2 separate regions of the Anser cygnoides genome follow, and region 1 is linked to region 2. The links are chromatin contacts, called in public Hi-C maps. All regions are on one chromosome and are shown on one strand. The core of a region is the stretch at or near the end of the contact, and the rest is flanking DNA. Distances in the headings are between cores, read along the strand shown. Region 1 holds the start of ZBTB16 (zinc finger and BTB domain containing 16). Region 2 overlaps ZBTB16 (zinc finger and BTB domain containing 16).

Region 1 (4,657 bases), core at 246-2,745, 54 kb before region 2:
AAAAAAGCATATTGCACTCATGCTGGCTGCCCGCACTCCAAATTTTAGCTTTCTGCCAATTAAAAGGGCAGAGTTATAGCCCCCCAAAAGTCGGGGTAGCTGATGCCTTATCCTTTAGTACTGCAAATGTTGCATCCTAATATGTATCTAATAACCTGAGCACCATCTCCTTTCATTGTTAAGGCCTCTGTTATTAGGCTGTTCTTGTTAAATGACTGCTATCATCTGGTCCCAAAGTACATTAAATCCCATTATAATTATAAACACACTTCCCTATAACGTTCTCCTTAGATTACATTTGCGCTGCTTTACCCCAAGGGTATCTTTGTGCTAATACCGTCCTTATTTGTTATTTTAGCTGACAACACCGGGCCCCGCGCTCCCTGCGCTGTGCCGCCCGCCGAAGGTCTCCCTCCCCTGCCGCTTGGGAGCGGGCCGGGGGGGTCCCCGCCGGGGGGGGCCGTCGGTGCGGGGCGCTCCGCGGCCGCGCACGCTGCCAGAGCCTTGTGCCCCGCTGCTGTTCCATGGCCGCTGCCGTTTCTCGGCCCCGTTCCCTTTCTCTCCCAGTTCCTTTTCTTTCCCTGCCGCGGAAAATCGCTGCCCAGCTCGCGGTGCCGCGCCTGGGGCACGGGGACCGGCCGCTCGGGGCGGGCGTCTGCCGGGACAGACCGAGCCCCGAGCCCCGGCGCGGCGTGCGCGCAGCCGAAAGCTGGCGCCGAGCCCCCGGCTCGTCTTTTTTGTTGCCGTCCCCACCTCTTCGATTCAGCCCGGGCATTAATCTCCTTTAGCGCTCGCTGCCGAGGGGCCGGGCTTGCACAGCGCGCAGTTTATTAACGGAGGAGATTTCGGGCGCGGCGGGCGCGGGGCCGCTTCCTCGGGCGTGCTTTTGTTCCCAGCGGTTTGCCCCGAGGCGGGGATTCCCCGGCGGCCGGGCGCGGGTGGGTGCGGGTCCCGGCCGGGGAGGCGGCCCCGCGGGGCCGTCGGGGGGCGGGCAGCCCCCGCCCGCGGCGCAGCGCTGCGAGCTGGGACGCTCCGGGAGCGGCGCTGCGCCCGGGGCCGGGCTGGGCTCGGCGGGGCGGCCGGCCGGTGCTGCTCCCCCCACCCCCGCCCCGGCGTGCCGGGGCAGCCCCGGGGGCCGGCGCTGCTCGCCGCCGCCGGCTCCGGTTCATTGGCTCCCCGCGGCCGCCGGCTCCTCCATGTTTGTTGTTGGCAGGGCCGGCGGAGCCAAGCGCTGTCCAGCAGCCGCGGCCCCGCGCCGGTCTCGCCCGAGCCCCGGGTCGCCGCCGGGCGCCGGGGCTGCCTCGCTGCAAGGTGCCCCCCCACGGGCGGGGCGGCCCCGCGGCGGGGCCGGGGCCGGTGGCCCCGAGGGAGCGGGCGGCGGCGCCCGCGGAGCGGCGCGCGGGGCCGCGGAGGATGCGCGGGGCCCCCGTCGGGGCGGGCCGGGGCGGGGCCGGGGGGGCGGCGGCGCCAGCAGTCAAGATGGTGCGGGCGGCGGCGTCGGGGGTGGGGGCGGCCTGACGTGGGCGCGGGGCGGCCCGTGGGCCGGCGCCGCGGTGATTTGCTGCGCGGCGCGGCGAGCGGCGGCGGCGGCGATGAGAGCGGGCAGTGCGAACTGCCGGAGCAGCCGCCGGCCGCCGTGAGTGCGGGCAGCGGGCGGGCGGGCGCGGGGCTCCCCCGGCCTCTTCCTCCCTCTCCTCCTCCTCCTCCTCCTCCTTCCCCCCTCCGCACCCCCGCCCCGCGCTCGCCGGCGCTCGCCGCTCCCCGCCGCGCTCCGGTGCCGGGGGTCGGTGCCGGTGCCGTGCCCGTGCCGGCCGCGGAGGACTCGCGGCGCGGCGCTGCGCGGCGGCTGCCGCCGTGCACCTGATGAATATTTGATGCCCTGCGGAGCTGCGCATCAAAAACCCGCGGCACCGCGCCGGGACCGAAGCCCCCGGGCGGGACGGGGCGGCCGCTGCTGCCGCCCGCTGCGCCGAGCCGGGCCGAGCCGTGCCGCGCTGTGCGGCTCGGCGGCTGCTGCCGGCGGCTCCGCGCACCGGCGATGCGCACCCGAGGCTGCCGCCTTCCTCCCCGGGCAGCAGCGGCGGGGCCGCGGCTCCTCGCCATCCCGGGGCGGCCCCGTCCGTGCCGCCGGCCCCGAGCGGAGCGCACAAACTTTTCGGTGCATCGTGACTCGCCGCCGAGCTCCGGCTAACCTCCCTCTCCTTCTCTCCTCCCCCGTCCCTCCTCTTTTTTTTTTTTTTTTTTTTCCTTCTCCTCTCCCCCCCCCTTTGTCTTTTGTTTTCGCAGATAGTCGGCACACAAAGCTGGTCCCAGATTTGAGCGACAACAAGGCACCCTAATGAGCGGACCTCGGGATCGCTATGGATTTGACTAAGATGGGCATGATACAGCTCCAGAACCCCTGCCACCCCACGGGGCTGCTGCACAAAGCCAACCAGATGCGCCTGGCGGGGACGCTGTGCGACGTGGTCATTATGGTGGACAGCCAGGAGTTCCACGCTCACAGGACAGTGTTGGCTTGCACTAGTAAAATGTTTGAGATCCTCTTCCACCGCAACAGTCAGCATTACACCCTGGACTTCCTTTCACCAAAGACTTTCCAGCAGATACTGGAGTATGCTTACACTGCCACCCTCCAGGCAAAGGTTGAAGACTTGGATGACCTGCTCTATGCAGCTGAGATTCTAGAAATAGAGTATCTAGAAGAGCAGTGCCTGAAGATCTTGGAGACCATCCAGGCATCCGACGAAAACGATGCCGAAGTCACCATGACGGACGGAGGTGCCGAGGAAGAGGAGGACAGGAAATCGAGGTACATCAAGGGTCTGTTCATCTCCAAGCATTCCAGCGAGGAGAGCGGCTATGCCAGCGTGGCCGGTCAGAGCATGCCAGGAACCATGGTGGAGCAAAGCCCGTCCGTCTCCACTTCCTTCGGCCTCTCCGCCATGAGCCCCACCAAGGCGGCGGTGGACAGCCTGATGACCATCGGGCAGTCACTGCTGCAAGGCGCCTTGCAGCAGAACGCCCCTGAGGACTCGCACGCCGCCAGCGGCCGCCACCCTGGCCTTGCTGAAGTCAAAACTGAAGTGATGCAGGTGGAAGATGCCTCCAGCCATGAGAGCCCCCGGACGGCAGAGTCCAGTGCTTCCAGTGGGGAGAAGTCCGATGACAAGAGCAAGGAGGGCCCTGGCACCCCGACCCGCAGCAGCGTTATCACGAGTGCCCGTGAACTGCACTATGTCCGCGACGAGAGCACAGAGCAGCCTCCTGAGGCCGGCCAGGGGCTGCCGCTGGGGCCGGAGCAGTCCACAGCTGCGAGCGAGAAACCCCTGGGTGTCTACTCTGTGCTACCAAACCACAAAACTGACTCTATGCTTGGCATGCCACCCTCCATGCCATCAGCCCTTCACATGCAGCCAGCCCTTGCCGTGTCCATGGACTTCAGCGCTTACGGAGGGCTCCTGCCCCAAGGCTTTATTCAGAGGGAGCTGTTCAGTAAGCTTGGGGAGTTGGCAGCTGGCATGAAAACGGAGAACAGAGCTGTGGGCGAGCAGTGCAGTGTGTGTGGGGCAGAGCTGCCGGACAACGAGACCGTCGAACAGCACAGGTGAGTCTTCGCAGAGTCCAGCACCGCGTGTCTGTTCGGTCGCTTGTTTCGCTGTTGCTGGGGTGTTACACCCCATTTAAAAACACGTTGTTTCTTACTGTGTTTTATTCTTGAGGCCAATGTAACGGTTGGGCGTGATCCTGATAGTGGATTTTGATTTTTGACTGGATGTCACGCACCCTGGTGCAAAGGGCTGGTGCAAAGTTCCTGCTGCGTCCCCAAAAATGGGATGTGGAGCAGCATGCATGCTACCAGCCCCGTGTGCAGGGTCAGCTGTTGTAACTTTTTCAGGGTTGGCAGCTATACCAGAAGCTTCCTTCCAGCAAGTGCTGGGTGGGGAGCATAGCCCAGAAGAGGCTTGAGGTATGGGTGTTTCTTGCTAGCACTAACCCCCCCTGGTTTCCCTGGCCAGGGTCTGTAGAGCGTCTTAGGGTTGCCGCTGTTTGAGTTTAAGGATCTGTGTGCATATAGCTGCCTGTGGGCAGCACACCGTAGGGTCAGGTAGCTCTGTCCCACCCTCTGCCGAGAGCCTCCTGTGGAAGTAGCTGGTGCCTCTGTGCAGGACTTGTTTCTGCAGGGGAGAGAGACCTACTGGGTTCTCATATCCCACTATAATGATGACGTTTGGGATTGCTGGGTTTCGCGGCTTGCTAAGCCTGCATTTTTACACAGTCTTTGTGATGCTGCTCAGCCTCACAGGTCATGAAATATTTGCACTTTGCCCAAAGTAACATGTAGGTCAGGCTGGGATTGTTGTGTCGCTGAGGTGAGCCCAGAGGACTTGTGCTGCGACAGACCCGCGAGCCCGTCCCTGCAGCGAGGGGTTCAGCGTTTAACCTTCAGCTGGGGTGGCTGCAGGTCTGCTTTTGGGGCTCCCCTGGCAGGGGGGACCGTGGTGCTCGCACCAATCACCATACCTTGGGGGACTGCGGGGCAGTAGCATGTGGGCTGCTATCGGCACGTGAGTTCAGAGCTCCCATGCTTACTGCCTCCTGTTTGTGGGAGAGGGACCAGAACTTGCTCTCAGGTTCAGCCAGGGGTAGGGTCACG
Region 2 (5,072 bases), core at 547-3,046:
ATCTGTCCCTGTCTGTTTGTTTTTCCCTGACTCTGGAAACGTCACCGCTGCACTTGTAACGCAACACCTCAATTACGGTACAGGAGGGGGAAATCAAAGCTTCAGAGTGGCCCAGCAGCTTCAGACCTGCTGCCCGGGCCACAATTACGGTCTTGGGAACACCAAAGGCAAGCGGACGAGTGTCATTTTTAACCAGTTAGAACATTTTACTACTTCCTAACATCACAGGCGTTAAAACTGGAGAGCCTACTTCTTGTCCTCAATAAAGTAATTAAACTGAATGGGCGTTGGGAAGTATTATGAGGGTTGATAGTGACTAAAAATAGAATAGCTCTTTTTTCAGGTCCACCGAGCCTTTTCCTGACAGCTTAGAGCCATCCTGGGGCATTGCCTCACCGCGACGAGCCTTTGAGGTGCAGGAGATGCAGCCCAGCACTAAGGCTTGCAGTTTGCTGTATTCCACAGGAAAAGTTGAGCCAGACAGCTGGCAGTTGATCAATTGTCTCCACGTTTCGCAGGGTAAATGCCCAGGGGAGTCTGAAAGAAGCTATTCTTTCTTTTAAATGGATTAAAAATAGCGAGGGCTGGGGTCGGCGGTTTCTGTGTGCCCTTGGCACAGCAGGTAGGGTGCCCACGGGCTCAGCACGGCCGGGGCATGCCGCCTGGTTCTGGTGCTAGGGTAGACGTGCAGCCTGAGGCTTTTTGGGAGAATGCTGCAGAAAAAGGGGTCGAACAGCAGCGCGGCATACATGGCATCTGTGGCTGGCTGGTGGGTGATGGATGTGGGGCAAAGCCCCGAGCTGGGGGAACAGCCCCAACCTGGGCTTGCAAGCCCTGGGCACCACATCCACCCTGGTGGGGAGAGGGGGCTTGCAAGGAGCTCTCGAGGTTGCCGTTTCAGGGATCTAATTTCCGAGAAGCTGAGCACATCATTCATGCTGTGTCATTAAAGTAAGCATCATTCATCCCCATGTCACGGCACGAGCAGGCTTAGCCCCACAGGGAGGAAAAACCTGTCCAGTGAGGAAAAGAAGGGCCGAAAAAGCTCAAAAAGCGCCTGTTGGCCACTTCCCTGCTCCGTGCCGAGCCATGCGGTGGTGAGTGAGCTGCTCCTTGCGTGTTTACGCTAGCCTTTTGCTGCAAAGACCTTTATTAGGCAGGAGCTATAAATTTGCTCGTACAGATATAAATGTACGGCGGAGACTTGTGTGCCAATTACAAGGCATGCTCCGAAACACAGCTGATACTTGGCAGCACGTTAAGTCCCATCCCGTTGGGAAGATCATCTGAAGATATCTATGTACTGTAGGCAATACAAGCCACTAGCTAAAAATACTCTCCCAAAACTTCTGTTTACATTTTAATAGACTAATAGTTTCTATGGGTGTTATTAAAAAAAGGGGGGGGAGGGGGAGAGGAGAGGGAGAAAAAAGCCAACAACAACAACAAAAAAAAGCCCTGACACAGCCTCTTGATGTACTGCTTTCAAATATGTCATGCTCCCTCTAACAAACATCTAACTGTTTTTTCTAAGCACTGTTATAATAAGCTCAGATGTTGGATGACATTTTTCCTGGTGACTCACATAGTAAAATTAACCTTGAACTATTTACATATTCAATCGCCGTACTCTCTCCTCCTCCTCTCCTCTGAGCGTGTGTACATTACAGGAATTCTGGCTCAGGATCAGTTTTTGTTTTGTTGATTAAAAAAAATTCCCTGCCTGGAGTACACATCTACTTGAGTGAAAGAACACACAGTCCTGGCCTTTGGAAATTGGCAGGCAGCGTGCTGTTCCCTGACTGATAAGAGGTACTGTAAATAAAACTGTACAGCATAGCCTGTTGTAAAATGCCCCATGTCTGTACTTATTGTTCTGACAGCTTATGCTTTTTTTGGGTATGCTGTTTTGGTACACTCTGTACTTCCTTATGTAACCAAGCATGCATATCTCATCAGAACATTCACCCTGTTTATTTTAAAATCTCAAGGAATTTTTCTGTCCCCCTGCCCTCCCCACCCCCTGGTCAGCTGCTGGCAAGCACCTCGTGATTCGTTGCTTCGCATCTCTCAGGGCTGTTTCTGCGCTCCGGGCACCTCCCCAGCTCGCCCCCACCTGCACGAGCACCCAGCCCAGGACCCCCCCTGCCCAGCGTTGCCTCTGCTTGGGGCCGGTGTCCCCGATCCAGCAGCATCACGTTGGAGCCGGGGACCAGCCCCTGCTCTAGGCTGTCCCCACCGTGGCTCTGCTGCAGCAGGAGCAGTGCCCACGACGTCCCGGCCCCATGTGGGGAGGGTACGGCCGAGCCAAAACCCCGCTCGGCACAGCCCCAGCCCTGGTGCCCTGCGGGGCGCGTCGCAGCAGGATCGGTGCCGGTGCACCTGCGGCTGGTTCAGCTGCTCTACACGGGGAAAACTTGTTGCTGCATCAGGTTGATGTAACCTTATGGATTATGCTTCACAGCAGTGGGTCTCGGAGAGCTTAAAGTGGCGATGGAGAGTCATTGCCTTGGCAACTGCCTGCTGTACATCATCTGCGCCGGGAGGCTGCCGGGGAGGGGCGGGCGGCCGCAGCCCTATTGATCGGGGTCCCGTGGGTGTCCGGGCAGGCTGCCCCGCACACGGAGCCCCCCCGGCCGTGGTCCTGGCAGTACGACTGCTGCTGGGGCGGGCACTGCCCAGCCTCCCCTTCCTGCTGTGTGCACGTAGCCTTGTGGGGTGCTCGGCCGCCCCATCGGCCAGGCTGTGGGCATCTGCAGGTGGGCCGGGCGGTCACGGGGCTGCGGTCACGGGCTCAGCAAGGAGGTTTTGAAACTTTGTGTGCTTCTGAGTCCCCATCGTTTACCAGTGGGGATTTCAGGGCTGGACACTCGGGCAGCGACCGGGCTGCTGCATCTCAGGGGTGCTGCGTCCTCATCCCCATGCACGGTTTGGGTGGGGAGGACATGGGAGCACTGGTCCCGTGCTTCCCTCCAGCTCTGCGCCCTCCCAGGTGTGCGGCCCTGGGTGTTGCACACAGCACACACTTCTGAGGAAAAATGAAATTAAAAAACAAAAGCGTTGCAGGGTCCCGCTGGCCTTATGGGTCACTGATCCAGGAACAAAACATCCTGAGCTGGCTCTGGCATGACGGCCGGTGATGGCTCCCAAGCAGCAGTGACCTCTCCAATTATGCCGGTAATAGAACCCTGCTCATTATTACAGCCGTCCTTTGGCGAAGGGAGGGGGCAGCTGGCATCGGGGTCCCCGCAGTGGGGTGCGGGTGCCCGGTCACCACACAACCCCCAGCACGTGGGAGCGGGGCCGCGGTCACCCCATGCTGTCACCAAAATGCACCTTCTTATTTATTTTTTTGCGAACAGCCATGTGGTTTATGCACACTTGAGTTGTTTTGAATGCAAACTTGACATCATAGCGAAGGCAGCAGAGAACAACATATGCACAGTAAACAGGCAGACTGTCTTATTGATTAACAGATGAGACCTCTATTATCGATCAAAGCTTGGCGAGAAAATTTATCACTTTTAATTTCACTGCTGCCAAATATTTCTGCCTGTGAGCCAGCCGTTACTAAGACAATTTAAAGACGAAGGAATTCTCTTGTTAATGGATCTCGTGATACCTCCGTCTCTCTCCGTGTCTCCTTTTGTTTCACCACTGCACATCCGCACGCAGGGAGGAGCCAGGGGCTCGGTTCTGGGCCGCGATGTGGAGGGGCCATGGGGCCGGAGCTCCGGGCATGGCCGCGGGGCTCAGCGAGGACCCGGGGCGCAGCTCTCCGCTTCTTCCCCTTCCTGCCACCTCGAAGGCTGCTCCTCGTGCTCTGGTCCACGCGTAGATTCTCGCAACAGCTGAATCGAACTTCAAAATCTAACAAATGCGCTCACAGCTTTGTCCTGGCAGCATATGCGCTGGAGATAGTACGCATTGTTAATCTAGTTTTATCTGGAAGTTACTTATCTGCTGTTAGACATCCTGTTTTTTTTCCTTGTTCTAACTAGCGCCTCTGACCCGCCACACGCGGCACATGTTGATAGTGATTTTCTAAGAATTCCCCTGAATACCACATCTCTCTCTCAGTCAAAGAGGTATCTGTGCTTCTCACTAAATTGTGTTGTTTCTGCCACGTTTCTTATCAGATGGTTCTGCCTTCTCTTTCCTCTCATCCTCTGATACTGGTAACAACTGCTACAATAGGAAGGGGCAGGAAACCGTTTAAAATTAGATCAGTTACAACTCTAATGAAAGTCATTGATGTTTAATGATTTTTTGAAAACAAATATTTAATTTCTTCTTGGCAAGCAACTGCTTAAAATGAAAGAGCAGCACAACGTCAATAGTATATTTGTGTGTTATGCTGTTATTTGGAACTAGCAGAACAATGGGACTGAGAAGGGCAGCTACTTTTTGCTGCCATGTGTGGGCTATAAAATATTAAGTCCCTCTATTGAACAGATTCTGTGTTTTATGAAGTGAATGGCTTTAAAAATACATGCGTTCCTAGAGGAGTGCTCTTCATATCACTTTCATGCTGCTTGCTTGTATTGGTTCTGTGAGAATTGTATTTTCTCTACAGGAATGGATAAATCCTCTTATTGGATGCTGGTGAGAAGGAGTTTTGATTTTGGATATTTGCTGCCGACCTACTCCAGCCAGCATGCCTTACGCCAGCCCTGTCCCCGTGAATGGCTTCAGTGCTGGGGGTGCTCGGCTGTGCCTGCCCAGAGCCCAGTGGTGGGGAGCTGTGGTGGCGGGGAGGACGCTGGCAGAGTCTGCAGGGCTCTGCAATGCCTTTTGCCATGGTGATTCTCCCAGCCTCAGTTTCTGCTGGTTGATCTGCAACCCTCCGCTGTGCGTGCCATCTGAATAATGCTCGTTTTCTCCTTTGTCTTTCTAGCGGGTGCCAAAGCGTTTGTCTGTGATCAGTGCGGTGCACAGTTCTCAAAAGAAGATGCCCTGGAGACACACAGGCAGACACATACTGGTATGTTGACTTTTCTTTTTTTTGCTTAACTCCTTCTCCAAACAAACAGTGCGGAAGGAAGCGGTGTGTGTGCTGCCTCCCTCCCAGG

Evidence for each region. A called contact is a pair of places that touch in the nucleus more often than the background predicts.
Region 1: a contact with region 2 is called in a Hi-C map of liver, with 2.4 times the contacts expected there. The contact joins the promoter of ZBTB16 here to the enhancer-like site in region 2. A contact is called at or near these places in 4 of 7 Hi-C or Micro-C datasets (granulosa cells and liver).

What each region holds. Positions count from the first base shown.
Region 1 is chr21:2,361,089-2,365,745 of Taihu_goose_T2T_genome, reverse strand. It overlaps ZBTB16 (zinc finger and BTB domain containing 16), which reads left to right and starts at 1,495. Exons shown (of 7, transcript XM_066981283.1): 1 at 1,495-1,636; 2 at 2,291-3,607. The coding sequence starts at 2,361.
Region 2 is chr21:2,306,630-2,311,701 of Taihu_goose_T2T_genome, reverse strand. ZBTB16 (zinc finger and BTB domain containing 16) reads left to right here. Exons shown (of 7, transcript XM_066981283.1): 4 at 4,898-4,984. Among named protein-coding and RNA genes, the nearest start is that of HTR3A, 50 kb to the right of the region's middle. Within about 2 kb of position 1,796, at least 2 of the 3 cell types and tissues checked have open chromatin away from gene starts, as enhancers often do. A contact at or near this core is called in liver, where this site is marked.